Regions from separate parts of the Mus musculus genome. Here all the other regions are linked to region 3. A link is a contact called in public promoter capture Hi-C data. All regions are on one chromosome and are shown on one strand. The core of a region is the stretch at or near the end of the contact, and the rest is flanking DNA. Distances in the headings are between cores, read along the strand shown.

Evidence for each region. Promoter capture Hi-C pulls out the DNA fragments that hold promoters and counts their contacts.
Region 1: a promoter capture Hi-C map of pre-B cells shows a contact between it and region 3. The contact joins the promoter of Srsf12 here to the promoter of Map3k7 in region 3. A contact is called at or near these places in 2 of 39 promoter capture datasets (cranial neural crest and pre-B cells), 1 of 484 Hi-C or Micro-C datasets (pre-B cells) and 2 of 115 datasets of contacts at active chromatin or transcription factors (large pre-B cells and pro-B cells).
Region 2: a promoter capture Hi-C map of pre-B cells shows a contact between it and region 3. The contact joins the promoter of Rragd here to the promoter of Map3k7 in region 3. A contact is called at or near these places in 4 of 39 promoter capture datasets (the C10 cell line, cranial neural crest, pre-B cells and 1 more), 1 of 484 Hi-C or Micro-C datasets (regulatory T cells) and 4 of 115 datasets of contacts at active chromatin or transcription factors (astrocytes, embryonic stem cells, large pre-B cells and 1 more).
Region 4: a contact with region 3 is called in a promoter capture Hi-C map of pre-B cells. The contact joins the promoter of Pm20d2 here to the promoter of Map3k7 in region 3. A contact is called at or near these places in 4 of 39 promoter capture datasets (the C10 cell line, liver and pre-B cells) and 3 of 115 datasets of contacts at active chromatin or transcription factors (astrocytes, embryonic stem cells and large pre-B cells).
Region 5: a promoter capture Hi-C map of pre-B cells shows a contact between it and region 3, with 11 times the contacts expected there. The contact joins the promoter of Pnrc1 here to the promoter of Map3k7 in region 3. A contact is called at or near these places in 5 of 39 promoter capture datasets (the C10 cell line, embryonic stem cells, liver and 1 more), 2 of 484 Hi-C or Micro-C datasets (B cells and CD4 T cells), 4 of 115 datasets of contacts at active chromatin or transcription factors (bone marrow-derived dendritic cells, double positive thymocytes, large pre-B cells and 1 more) and 2 of 9 other capture datasets (adipose tissue and liver).

The regions. Positions count from the first base shown.
Region 1 is chr4:33,207,823-33,210,522 of GRCm38.p6, reverse strand. It overlaps Srsf12 (serine and arginine-rich splicing factor 12), which reads right to left and starts at 1,251. Exons shown (of 5, transcript NM_001372518.1): 1 at 1,153-1,251. The coding sequence starts at 1,217.
Region 2 is chr4:32,981,692-32,984,391 of GRCm38.p6, reverse strand. It overlaps Rragd (Ras-related GTP binding D), which reads right to left and starts at 1,394. Exons shown (of 7, transcript NM_027491.2): 1 at 785-1,394. The coding sequence starts at 929.
Region 3 is chr4:31,962,709-31,965,408 of GRCm38.p6, reverse strand. It overlaps Map3k7 (mitogen-activated protein kinase kinase kinase 7), which reads right to left and starts at 1,302. Exons shown (of 16, transcript NM_172688.3): 1 at 1,027-1,302. The coding sequence starts at 1,146.
Region 4 is chr4:33,188,294-33,190,993 of GRCm38.p6, reverse strand. Pm20d2 (peptidase M20 domain containing 2) reads left to right here and starts at 1,257. Exons shown (of 7, transcript NM_001034867.2): 1 at 1,257-2,063. The coding sequence starts at 1,614.
Region 5 is chr4:33,247,475-33,250,174 of GRCm38.p6, reverse strand. Pnrc1 (proline-rich nuclear receptor coactivator 1) reads left to right here and starts at 1,388. Exons shown (of 2, transcript NM_001033225.2): 1 at 1,388-2,227. The coding sequence starts at 1,778.

The sequences.
Region 1 (2,700 bases), core at 2-2,501, 1.2 Mb before region 3:
CCAGGAATCTTTTAAAATTCTATTAACTCACAGTCTACAGTAGTGACATAAATATTTACAGTGATTAAATTTAAAGTTCTTAATTCTCCTAAAAGTAAATCCCCAGCTTGGTGGTGGGGGTCACCTGCAATGCCAGGACTTGGGAGGGAGGCCAAGGTAACAGGATCAGAAGTACAAGGTCAGCCTAGACTAGATACTACTCTCTCTCTCTCTCTCTCTCTCTCACAAAACAAAACAAAACAAAAACAAAAACAAAAACAAAACAAAACATACATTATGATTACTTCAGATAACTAACAACTGAAGAGCTGCGTACATTTGTGCCTGTTTAGGTCCAGGTAACTCCTTAAAACCCTTGAACTTCAACTTTTCCATAGGTGGCCAAGATGGCAGAACTAGAACGGGGGATTAAGTAATTCCAATGAAAGATGAAGGTGTCTATTAGTGTCACGCCTCCCATTCTCTCTCCGGCTCCTATTAAAGGAAAAGGTGCGCTAGTCTGAAAAAAGGGCATTTCTTCAGCTCTATGCCTGGCAACCATCTGGACAGAATTTTCAAAGAGGGATGGAGGAAATAAAGACTTCCTGCACCATAATGAAGCCTAAGACTGTTCCCAGGACTCAAAGAAAACCATAGAAATCGAACTGACTAGTCTTTTGTATATTAAATGTGGGCCATAATCACTGTCTGAACAGTGCAGAGGAAATTGCAAGGCCTAAGGTGTGCATCCTGGGGAGGAGACAGCCCCAGTTCCTCCGGAAGGTTAGTGGGCGGCGCCTGCAGAGCGCAGTGCCACCAGAGCCAGGGCCAGCACTGCCACCACAGCCGGAGCCACCCAGCCCGCACCTTGACGCCGGGCCAACACCTGACATCACGACCGCACCCCAACACCTCGCCCACACCCCAAAACCCAGATACTCCGACAGCCCGCAGTGGCACCCCTACGACACCTGGCCAGCATTCCCAACACCCGGCCAGTGCCCCAACACAAGACCGGTACCCTGACGCCCAAATGGCACCCCAACAGCTTGCAGCTCGGCACCCGGGGTACCCGGGCGGCATCGTCATCCAGACAGCCCCCCACTGCCCACCCCGTACCCCGACAACCCGGCGCCCCGGCCCGTGCCCCCGCGGGGTCCGGTCTCCACTCACCTGGTGGCGTCTGCGACGTTCCTGACGAACAGGGAGGTGTTGGGGGGCCTGGTGTAGCGAGACATGCCTCTCGCGGCCCCGCTCCCAGCAGCCCGCCGCGCCCCCTCCCGGGCCGGCCGCGCAGCCGCAGACGCGGGCGGGGGGCGCGGGGCCTGCGCGGCCGCGCGAGCACAGACCTTGCCACTGCCCGGGCCTCTAGGGAATAGATCCGATCCCCCATCGCTGCAGGCCAGCTAGGTGCTCCAAGGGAGACCTGCCTCTCCCAAACAGCCCCAGAAAAAGATCTCATGACAGGGCTTCGAAAGAGCCATGTGCAGGGTCAGGGAGCCACTTGTGGGCATGCAAGCTTAGCCACAGCCTTTCCCTAAAGAGATCAACTCGACCCTCAGGGAAGAAAGACTGAACACGGGCGTGGGGGTGGGGGTGGGGGGAACTGCTGCAGTACTGCAGCTTAAGCAAAAAGGCCTCGAGGCAATAAACAGGGTAAGCATCAAAGAAACCCAGACGGGAGAGCAGGCTGGGGTCTTTTGTTTGCTTGTTTACTCAGGCCTAGAATTCCTTTTGTAGTGGGCTCCACATCAGGCTGGGTTTAATGCTAGGAAAATTGAGAGTACTGTGTATTGGTTAGTGGAGCTGGTGTAATAATGCCACGCATTTGGTGGTTTAATGAAACTTATCTTGAAAAGACTAGGGATGTAACTCAATGGAAGAGTGATTGTCTAGCCTGCAGGATGCACGCTGTTCCAGTACCTGAGCAGAGACTATGGCAGAACCTGTCATCCCAGGGCATGGGGGGGGGGGGGGGGAGGACGGTGAGGAGTGATGGCAGGGAGGTCAAAAGTTATCTACTATAGAGGAGCTGGAGGCCAGCCAACTGAGACCTGTCATTACTGATAGCGCATAGATCTACTCTTACAATTTCTAGATCTGTTTTGAAGCAGCTAAGTACTTCTTTTAGTACAACAGCTTCCTGTAGGAGAGCCTGAGGCAGGAACATTTTCAAGTGCAGATGACTAAATGATATTACACCGGGGTAGCTTCGAGGTGGGGGCTGGAGAGAAGGTTCAGCAGTCAAGAGCGCTTGCTGCTCTTGCAGTGGACCCGGCCGGGTTCCTCTCCCAGTGTCCACGTGGTGGCTTACAGTTCCAGGGTGTCCAACACCCTCTTCTGGCCTCAGTGGGATGCAAGGCACACAAGTAGGCAAAACACTTACACATACAATAAAAATAATAGTTTGACAAAAGGAATACTGCATTAAGCTTGGCCGGTGTCTTAAGCAACCATGTTCAGTAACTAATATAGCTATGTGTTATTGCTTTTTCGATGTTTTTTTCTGGTACTCTTGAGGGTCCAGACTAAAAGCCCTCCGTGTCCTAGATTTTTTTTTTTAAATCATATTCATCCAAAGTTGTAGGCTTTATAACCAAAAGTACTGCTTTGTTGAATCATCTCTTCAAAGCAGCAGGCGATGCTGTACAGAGTTCAGAGGTGTATGAAGGAGTGCAATGATCCTAGTGACTGTGATGAAGGCTCAGTACATAAGAGTGC
Region 2 (2,700 bases), core at 145-2,644, 1.0 Mb before region 3:
CCAGACGCAAAATCAAAACTGTCTTCCGAGAAAGGCTTTGTAGAGAGAATTTTAAGTTCCGTTCGATAGATTCTCAATAAAAGTTCTTAAAACTCCTGTCACGGGTACTTTCATTCCTCGGTTTCTTTAGTGTGAGACACTAAAGAGATTAATCCTTTCTCTGGGATATTTACAACTCGGAGAACGTTAACAGCCCCGTTCAACTGACCTTTTAAAGTGACCTTCCGCTTTTGTGGGGAAAAAAAATTTTTTTAAATTAAAGAAAAACATTCTGGAATCCTAAACTCAACTTCTTTGTTGTGTCCCGGGAATGAAATGCAAGCAGCCCCCAATCCGAAAGGCTAACTTCAGCTCCTTCGGCAACAACAAACAGTTGGCTTCAGCGGCCAAGGATTGCTCGCCAGGCGCCCACCCCCGGGTGCGACACGAGATGCATTCAGGGTGTCTGGGGACCTAGAACCCCGCGGTCTCCCGGGAGACGCGGATACCACCTGCAGCGCGGGCCCCGCCCCAGCGCCCCGGTCCCACGCCGCAGACCCTCCCGCGGCCACGGCGGGGAAGAATGACACGCGCAGCTGTGGGCGACCCAGCCGGCACGCTGCCGCCAGCTGCTTCTTTTAGCTCGACATCCGACCCTGCTCCCCGCCGCCGTCTGCAGCCCGGCCGCTCCCCTCCCCCACCGCAGCGCCCCGGACCCGCGCGTCCCGCATCCCCCCCACCCCCAACACACACACACACATCGCTCCCAGGGCGGGGACCGCGAGCGCTCGGCCGGTTGGCTCACCTCCCTCCTCCGGCCCGCTGTCCAGCTCGGCGTCCGAGGACTCGGGCCCATCCTCGTAGCCCGCCAGCCCCACCAGCTCATCCTCCTCCTCGTCCTCGCCGCCGTCCTCACCCTGCGGCTGCGGCTTGCCCAGCACTTGGCTCATCACGCCCACGCTTGCCTCCAAGGTCCCGCGTGGGCCGAGTGGCCCGCAGCGCCCTGGGGCCGCGCCTGGTGAGCAAGGGGGTGGCAGTGGAGCCCAGCCCCCTCCCTGCCGCTGCTGCCCGAGAAGCCAGCCGGAGCGCGGCAGTTCTCCCCGGGAGCGCGAGGGAGTGACTGCGTGACCCGAGTCACCTGACGCTTGTCACACACACACACACACACACACACACACACACACACACACACACACACGCAGCACCACCGGGCGCGCGCTCGCCGGCCGCAGCCACCGCTTGCTCGGCCACACACGTTCTCCCCCTAGAGAGAATTCGGGTGTCCAGAGCGCACTGGCCACCGCCCTCGGGGACTTCTGCTCGCTTTCTCTGCAAGCGTGGCCCGGGGACCACCCGGACCCTGCCGCCTGCTTTCTGCAGTGCCCCTGGCTTGTGCTGCGGTCTTCAGGCTTTCTACCCACACCCTACCCACCTCCACCCCACCCACCTCCACCCCACCCCAGTCTACCCCACCCCCACTAGGCTGCCCCTCAACTGTGCGGTACTCAGGCCCCACCCCCACCGCCACTCCAGCCTGCGGGAGCTGGGAGAAGTGCACAGTGGTGGGGTAGTTTCCATAGCAGCTGCCTCCTAAAGTGCCTTTTAGTTCAAAGGATTTCCCAGCAAGAATACTCCAAACTGTGGTCTACGTAGACATGTTTCCGGAGAAGTCACATGTCTCGTGATTTATATATAAACATGCTATACTAAATGATTCCTTTGCAACCTTCGGGAAAACCTAAAGTGTATAACGCCCTCGGGGCTTCTTATGCCCCAACTGCTATTGTCTCATTGGTGTAGTCCCACGTGTTTTAGGGCTTTTGTGGGAGGTGAGGGGCAGCTCTCAGATTGGAATAGAAGCGATGTGGGATGAGGAGGTGCTCTCCTCCTTCGCCAGCTGCTCAGCACAGTGTGAGCACCCTTTTCTGGGGTGGGGGGTGAGGGAGAGAAGAGGAGGGAGGGAGGGAGGGGGAGAGGGAGAGAGAGAGGGAGAGAGAGAGAGGGAGAGAGAGAGAGAGAGAGAGAGAGAGAGAGAGAGAGAGAGAGAGAGAGAGAGGAGAAAGTCACGTGCATAAACTTCCTTCAGTTAAACAGCGGGCCAGCAAGGTGATCCGGATCCTGCAGGTGCCAGCAGCTCAGCAGGTGGGGAGAAAGGCAGCTCAGCCTGGACACTTGCGGCCCGGGACAGGGCTTCCTAGGGGTCCTCGGAAAAATCTGGGTAGGAATAGGGTTACTAATCCGTGACGCATGTCCTGGATTTCTTCTAACTGGGTGGCTGCTTTCAACAGGAAAGCTTCTCCAAGGAGAGGCAGTAGAACTCTTGTCTGCATGGTCAAGGTCGTTCCTATGCCACATACAAAGATGTGAACTGAAAAAGGCTTTTGAGCGAAGAAACAGTTTTGCAGATATATAAGCAGCAGAATTTAGGGAGTACAGTCAAAGATTATCAGGTGGGAAGCTCACACCACCTCCAAATTTAGTGGGAGGAAGTGAAGGGAGCCAGTTCTGTAGAGCAGCCAGGTAGCAGCACCCCCACACCACCCCACATCCCCGCCCCCACCCTCCCCACCCTCTGGCCAAGCAGATAACAGAAGAGGGCCCTGGCTGCTTTCCTTCTTCCTATCTCTGTGTGGTCTCCTGGGAATGACTGCCATTGGTCCAACACACCCAGAAACCCGTGGGCAAAGGAAGACTGAAACCAAGTGGAGGCCAAAGGGTGGA
Region 3 (2,700 bases), core at 53-2,552:
GTCTATCTCTGAAGCGTCTTCCTCTGTCTCAAACCTTCCCCTATCCAGCACACTTTTTCTAAGATAATCATGCTCTCAATGAACACACTCATCTCTGGTTAGTTTTTGTGATACAAAGATATGACTTAGTAGTCCTCTAAGGTAAAGATGTATTTATTGATTGTTAATTTGCTTGCATCTTTTAACTCCTTACTATAATACTTTAAAAATGAAGAAAAGACAACTCAGTCTAGCTATAAAAAACCCACACATTAAGGCACAGAAAATGCACAGTGCTCTTAAAAAACGGTTAAACTCATAGAAACTGCGTGAACGCGTTTCTAACCAAAGCTTCAACGAGTTCTAAACGGCATTTTGAATATATGTACAGATTTTTTCCTCTTCAGTAAATATTAAGACTCTTAGAAGTCACTGGCCCCACTGTGAATCTGAAAATAGGCGATGAAGTGAAGACACTCTTCCACCTGAACATTGAATTTATTCGGTTTTTCTAACAGCGATTTCTGGTGTAGCGTAATATTCTGACTGTCACCATAATCACTACTTGCCTCTTCAGACTATGCTACTTGAAACATGTTTTCATAACAGACTTAACGTTACTAGAGATTGAAATTCATCTACAGAGCCCAATAGAAGGTAGAACTACCTACGGTATCAGAGAAAGAAGAATCCGGGACCAGGGGAAGCACCGTGAGACGTTCGACGTTCTCTTTACCAGCCTGTCCCAAGCATCCTTTCGTGTCACACACTGCGCTAGAAGTCACACAGACAGACAAGACAGACATACAGACAGACAGACAGACACACACACACACACTATCCTGGACTCTAACACCACTACCAGCGAGCTGAAATCCCGCGGCCACCAAACTTTGCTCAATCTATTTACGGATAATTGAACTGCCGACCACATAAGAATCAGGTAGAGAATCACAGATTCAGACTCAACCCCCGAAGCCCATGGGGAAGCCGCCTCCCGCCCGGGATCCCAGGCGGCGCGGGGCAGCAGGTCTCGGCCTCGCTCACCTCTTCCACCTCGATCTCCTTGTAGTCGATCTCTTCGAAGTTCAGGACCTGCGACGGCGCTTCGATCATCTCACTGGCAGAAGACGAGGAGGAGGACGAGGCGGCGGAGGCTGTCGACATGATCCCCCGCGGCGCCCGGGGGGCCGCGCCCGCCCTCCGGCTCGCGCAGCGCCCTTCAGCCCGGAGCCCCGCAGCCCCGCCGCCCGGCGCTCCGTGGCGCGGGACCGACCCGGGCCACCGCCGAGTCCCGGCTTCGGCTCCTCAGCGCTTTCCGTCGCCGGGCCCCGCCCACCACACTTCCAGTTCCGGTTTGAACTCGGAACTGGGAGGGAGGAGGCGCGCCTGCCGGACCCGAGCGGGGAATTTCCTGACCCGGGGAGCGAGTGAGGGAGAAGCCGGGGTAGGGGCGGAGTGGAGGAGGGCGAGCGCGGAGCCGTGGGCCCGAGGAACAGGTTTCGCGAGACTTTTGCGAAAGGGCCTCGGCGGCAGGAGGATACCGCGAGACTGGACGCCGTGACGTAGTAAATGTGCGCGATCGGAACTGGCGCGGAGCGAGCCCGAAGGCGGACCGGTTGGTCCTGCGGGATCCAGCGGGAAAGATGAACTCCGTCGCTTTCTGCCTGTTTCTTTTGAGCCGCGTCGTGCCTTCCCCTGCTCTGTGCTGGGCGGTCTGCGGTCAGGCAGCCTAGGGTTTGTCTTGTGCTCATTGGGCACCTCTTCATGTCGGGTTTTCAGCCGTGAGCCCGTTACTTTTTTAAGCGGAACCCCGAGCTGGCGAGGGGGTTCGGGAGCAGCGGTTAGCGCGCGCCATCGGGGGGAGCACCGTGACGCGTGAGCGCTCACTAATGGAAGTTAGCATCGTAGAGAGACACCAGTGGCGTTTTACACACTTCCTAAGGCAGTTCAGATGGCTTCGCTTTGTCACCTTCCCGAGGCTGTCGTCCACAACAGCCCCGAGGGTTTGGTTTGAGAATCCGTGGACACACCAAGACGACGGATTTTAAGAGGAGCCACTATGCCTCAGAGCTATAAGGAGAGTCACGCTTCATTGTCCTTAATGTTTATGTACAGCATTTTGGCGACCTTTGAGGACATTGTCTTTGAAGGACTAATGTCTCTGAAGGATTGTTGAGTTTAAGGGAGATCATAGGGTGGTTCCTGAAGACTACCCAACAAGATTAGGATTGCTACGGTAAAGCCCCATATTCCGGGGTTACTAGAGTTAAGATAACTTAATTGGAAACAAAGTTAATAGTCTAATGTCTAGGAAAGGACGAAGGGCACAGGCTTGAACCTTAGGCAAAGATCCACTGCTAGTTTAACCTAAGATACCTTTATAGGAAGGAATGTTGCCTTTGTGTCGGCAGTCTTCATAGCAAATGTTGGTTGTACTGAGATTATTTATTTATTTATTTTTAACCCGATGAGGAGTTTCAACTTCGAATAAGGGGCACCTTTCCCTATTTATGGTCTCATAGCTTTTCCTTTCCTGCCTTTAATGCTAGTGCTGTATGCTTACTAAATACTCAGCAGTAGCATGGCAATTCAAGTTTGAGTGTCACAAGTTAGGTCAGAGAACCCCAAGATGGAAGGTATTGCCCATGTTGTATGACCAACACGATTTTAAATTTAAGCTAGGTGCTGAGTTTTAGTTGATTTGACTGGAAACCAGTG
Region 4 (2,700 bases), core at 8-2,507, 1.2 Mb before region 3:
ATTGTGTCCATTGTGATATAAATAGATGATTTGTGAATTCAGATGTCACAAGCAATCAAGTGTAGTGGTTAGATGTTGTCTTTTGTGGAAATCTGTGCCCAGTACTTAGTGAGTTGTATAATCTTGGATGCCCATCTGTAATTTGAAGATAATAGTCACACTAAAAACCTCATAGGTTGGGATGAGAAATAGGTATTAACATTTAAAACATCCAGAAAAGCACTTGGTGCAGAGTGAGTGATCTTATTATTTTGACATTATTCTGGCTTTTAGCCAGTTCACTGAGCAAAATAATCTGGAGTCTCATAGATGCTGGAGGACTCCTGTAAAGGAGTTACAAGAGTAAAGTTAAGAAAATGACGGTGGGGCTGGAGGACCAGGGTTCAGTTCCCATTCACCCAGAGGGTGGCTCGCAATCATGTGTAACTCGTTTCAGGCGATCTGACGCCCTCTTCTGACCTCCTCAGGCACCAGACTCGGTGTGCACGCATACATTCAGACAAAACAAACAAAATAACACAAAAAAATGTTAAAAAAAGTTTTAAAAAAGGAAAGTGAGTCCATTCATGAATTTATATCACATTTATTGTGTTTAGGGAAAAGTTTCATTCGGTTAGGGTGTTAACTAAGGACAGTTTTTTTCACGTTAGAGTGTGACCTGGACTCTGGCGTTTTAGGGTATAAACTAGTAAAAATTGATTACAGTCTGCCTTTTTCTTCTCTTCATTCCTTCCACTTCCCTCGAGTTTACTCTGTATAGCCCTGGCTGTCCTGGAACTCACTTTGTAGACCAAGCTGGCCTCGAACTCAGAGATCCACCTGCCTCTGCCTCCCAAATGCTTGGGATTAAAGGCGTGCACTCCTTAAAAAAATCATATATATATATATATATATATATATATATATATATATATATATATATATGGTATCTTATTTGACCTAGTTGTGGCAATTTAAGAGAGGGTAGAATAGGAAGAACACGCAGAAGCTTTTAATACAAGAAAACCTCAGACTACTAATTATTAGGTGTGTATCATCAATAACAATTTTGAACTTGTATCACTCTGGAGGAAAAGGAGAGTATGACTTCTTGAATTTCCTCATCGGGTAACTTTAGACCCGTTATGAACACAAGCTGTGCAAATCATGTTACTTGGGCTTGTCAATCAAAATTTTGGATAAAACTTGTCCTATACAATTCCTCTTCTTAGGAGTTGGCGCCCCAGCTCCAGGCCGAGCCTTGAGGGCGGAGCTACAGGGCAACTCCTGACCTGGGGGGTGGGGGGTTAAGTTAGAGTTAGGGTGGTGCTGTACGGTGGGCGAGCGCGGGGCGCTGGTCGCCGAAGCCGCCGAGGGCGGCCGAGGACTGATTAGGACAGCCGAGCGGTGCGGACTGCCAAGGGCTGCCGAGGCGCCTAGCCTTGCGGAGGGCTGCCAAGGACAGCTAAGCGTTGCCAAGGGCGGCCAAGCGCTGCCAAGGTGCCGCCGAGCGTTGCATAGGACTGGCAAGGACTGCCGAGCGGCGCCGAGCGTTGCCGAAGTCAGATAAGACAGCCGAGCGCCGCCGAGCCTCGCAGAGGGCGGACGAGGAGAGACCGCAGCACGCCCGCGCCATGGGTCCGGTGGTGGAGCGGCCGGCCGAGCCCGGCACGAGCAGCGCCGCCGAGCTGGAGCTGCTGAAACGGCGAGCGGCCGAGCGCATCGACGAGGCGGCCGAGCGCCTGGGCGCGCTGAGCCGCGCCATCTGGAGCGCGCCCGAGCTGGCCTACGAAGAGCACCGCGCGCACGGCGAGCTCACGCGCTTCTTCGAGTGCGAGCCGCCGGCCGCCTCGTGGGCGGTGCAGCCGCACTTCGGGCTCCCCACCGCCTTCCGTGCCGAGTGGGCGCCGCCGGAGTCCGCGGCGGGGCCCCGCGCGCTGCAGGTGGCCTTCCTGTGCGAGTACGACGCGCTGCCAGCCCTGGGCCACGCCTGCGGCCACAACCTCATCGCCGAGGTCGGGGTGGCTGCGGCGCTCGGCCTGCGGGCTGCGCTGGAGAGCATCGCTGCGCCGCCGCCGGTCAAGGTGAGCCACTCCGGGCCAGCGCGGGGCGTGCCGGATCCAGCCCGGAGTGCCAGACCAGTCGGAGTACCAGACCGGTTATTTTTGGTGGCAGACAGCTGCAGTTTGCTCATTGGGTCGTGTGCTATCTGGAGGAAATAAATGGAGACTTAACAAACAAAAGATTTTGATTTGAATAATTGGTATTTGTATAGTAAATTTCAGTGTTTAGAACTACCAGGCTGCCAAACCACTAAAGAGCAGAACTAACGGAGAAGCTAACAAAACATTTACTACGTAGATAGGTTCATATTTAAGTGTACATTTTATTTCATATTAAACAGGCGTCTCGGTTCTTTAAGCAGGAAAATGTCGTGCATGTCTGTCTTGGGCAGGTCCGATCTTGTGTTTACTCTTTAGGATAGTGTATTTAATTCTGTGAGCAAGGTTATATGTCACAACTCAGCTCGGCTCACCCGCCAGTGGCAGTAATGTAATCCTCTGCAACAAACAATTTATCTCTTGTGGCCTCTAGGTTTCTGTGTTGTTTGGGGAGGAGGGCCGTGAGACCCTGGACCGACTTAGGAAAGTTCTCAGCGGTTGGCAATGAGCCCAGTAGATTCAGAGAGGCTTAGCGGCCAGGAGTGGTGGTGCATGCCAG
Region 5 (2,700 bases), core at 139-2,638, 1.3 Mb before region 3:
CCTGACTTTCACCATCATCTGTTCACTATCAAAGAATCAATGTACTGGGAGTGGCTGTGTAGAAAGAAGTAAGATGTCAGGGCTCCCTTCTGGGATCTCTAGCCTGAGAACAAAGACATTCCCTACTGCTGGCCAAAGACAATGGAACTATTCCCTGCCTCTAACCTCCTAGCTCATTCCCATCTTCTGTTCTCCTCACAGTGTGTGTGTGTCTATGTGTGTGTGTGTGTGTGTGTGTGTGTGTAGTGGAAGCAGGTTTGCGGCAGAATGTGTTTGGAAGTCAGAGGGCCACTTTGTGGTTTTGGCTGTCTTTCATTTTTAGGTGGCTTACAGGGATGGGACTCAGGCTGCTAGGCTTATATAGCAAGCATTTTAATTACTCACTGATCCATCTAGATGCCCTGCTCTTTTTATTATGAGGCAGAGTCTCATTAAATTCCCTACACTAGAAATTTCCCATCCTCTACTTCTGCCTCTCCAGGAGCTAGTGTTACAGGTCTTGACCTTGCCATACCTAGACCAGAGTTCAGATTCTTCTGTTAATTTTTTAATGATTTGTGTCTAATTCTTTAGTCTCTTGTATGCCTTACTGTAAAATGATTAAAAAAAAATTATTGGACAATGGTGACATGGGCCTTTAATCCCAGCACTAGGGAGGCAGAGACTGGTGTATCTCTGTGTTCGAGGCCAGCCTGGTCTACAGATCGAGTACAGAGTACAGCCTGGGCTACACAAAGAGTAACGCCATCTCGAAGAAAGAAAAAAGAGGAAACTAAATAAATAAAGCCCCAATCATTAAAGAAGTATGTTTCAAACAAGATGAATTACAGAAATTGGTTCTGAGGTCCTATTTGGTAACTGGTGTCTACAGTTCTTTTCTGTATTAAACTGTGAGTAGAGAATTCTGTTAACCCAGTTAGCTAGCAACTGTAGCAGAGCTGTTTTCTCTGGGTGGGACAAAGGCCAATTGGTTGGCAGCAGCATCAAGTTTCAGGGGCAATGTGAGATCTCAAGAGACTCCCAGAGATCTTTAGCTATAAAGGCAGTAAAAAATTAAAGGCCCATTTTCGGCATTATAGAGTACTTCTGATGAGCTGAAGAATCCTTCAGTAAACCCTTTTTTATTTTCACCACCAGGGTTAATTGGCAGCGTCGGAAAACCGAATGAGAAACCACATAGCCAAATTTCACTGTAGGTTAAATGGAGGCAGATCTTCACCAGTGCTGTAAATCCTTAGTGAAATAAATCCTTAGTGTTCTCCGAAATCTCTTAAAATTTTTATGTAGGGCTGAAATCGAAAACCTACAAAGCAGTCCTTTCTGGAGGTCAGAAGCTTCCTAGTTCCTCCACCGCCTCTCTCCTCCTCCTCCCCTGCCCCACCCCCAGGCTACCCCAAAGGATCGCTGCCAGGGAGGTGAGGCAGAAGTCGAACTTCATTGTTCACGGGACACTCTCGGTAAGAGCCCGTTGGGCGCGCCTGCGCAACGTGCGCTCTTTGTGAAGGGCTGCAGCAGGCTGCTTGTTTGTGTCTTGCCTCGGGGCGCGGAGGCGGGACCGAGGGAGTGGCCTGGCAGGCGCACGCGGATTGGGCCGCCGCAGGGAGGTGGGCGGGCACGGGGCGGGGCCTCGGGTAACAACACTGGCCGCGGTGGCCAGCGCTATTTGTTGCTGCGCCGCCTCGCCCGAGTCATGGTCCTTGCTCCGAACCTTCCAGCAGCAGCCTCCGCCGCCGCCCCGTGACTCCTGCTCCCCGCCTTTCTGCCGAGTCCCCGCGCCATGACCGTCGTCTCCGTCCCACAGCGAGATCTCGCTCTGAGCGGCCGCTTAGCGCCGCTCGGGTTCCTCGGGGCCCTCCCGATGGTGAACCCGGCCCCGCCGCCCTTGCCGCGCCTTCCGGACCCGCGCGCGCTGCCACCCACCCTCTTCCTGCCGCACTTCCTCGGGGGGGACGGGCCGTGCCTGGCGCCCGCGCCTCGCACCACCGCGCCGTCCGGCTGCACCTTGGCCCCGGCGGCTGCCCCGCGGGCGGCGCCCAAGAAGCGGCGGAAGAAAAAGGTGCGGGCCAGCCCGGCCGGGCAGCTGCCCAGCCGCTTCCACCAGTTCCAGCAGCACCGGCCGAGCCTGGAGGGTGGTCGCAGCCCGGCGCCGGGGCCAATCGTCGCGCAGGAGGAGCGAGGTCTGGCGGCCACTGCCCTGCTCCACAGACAGCCCCCACTCGCGAAGGAGGTAGGGCCGGTGGGGGCGGGGCGGCTGTTTACTCGGGAGGGAAGTTTCCGTGACGCTCGCTCGAGTGGTGGGGCGGAAGCGGGAGGGGGGCTGGGCGGCTGCGCTGGCGCCGCCCATTGGCTCCGGAGCCAGCCAATGGGAGCGGCGGCTACGGCCCAGCAACAGCCTGCATTTAGAAGCTTGGCGGCGCTCCAGGGGGTTTCGGCGTTCGGGGCTCAGGGACCTGCGGAGGGCTGACGTCAGCCCGCTACGTGCAGCGCTCTGGGGCGCTCATGAAGGCGGTGCTGGGTGGGGGCGGAGGCGCAGGCGCAGGCGCGGTGCCCAGTGGGGCACCGGGCGGGCGGGACCCACGCACAGCCAGATCCGCTGAGTCGGACTGCTGTTGGGAAGTTGGCAGGAGTCTCCGTCTGATGCCCGACGCGAAGGTGTCCCGGGCCCTGTGCAGGCCGGCACGAGCTTGCCTCGCTGGAGGG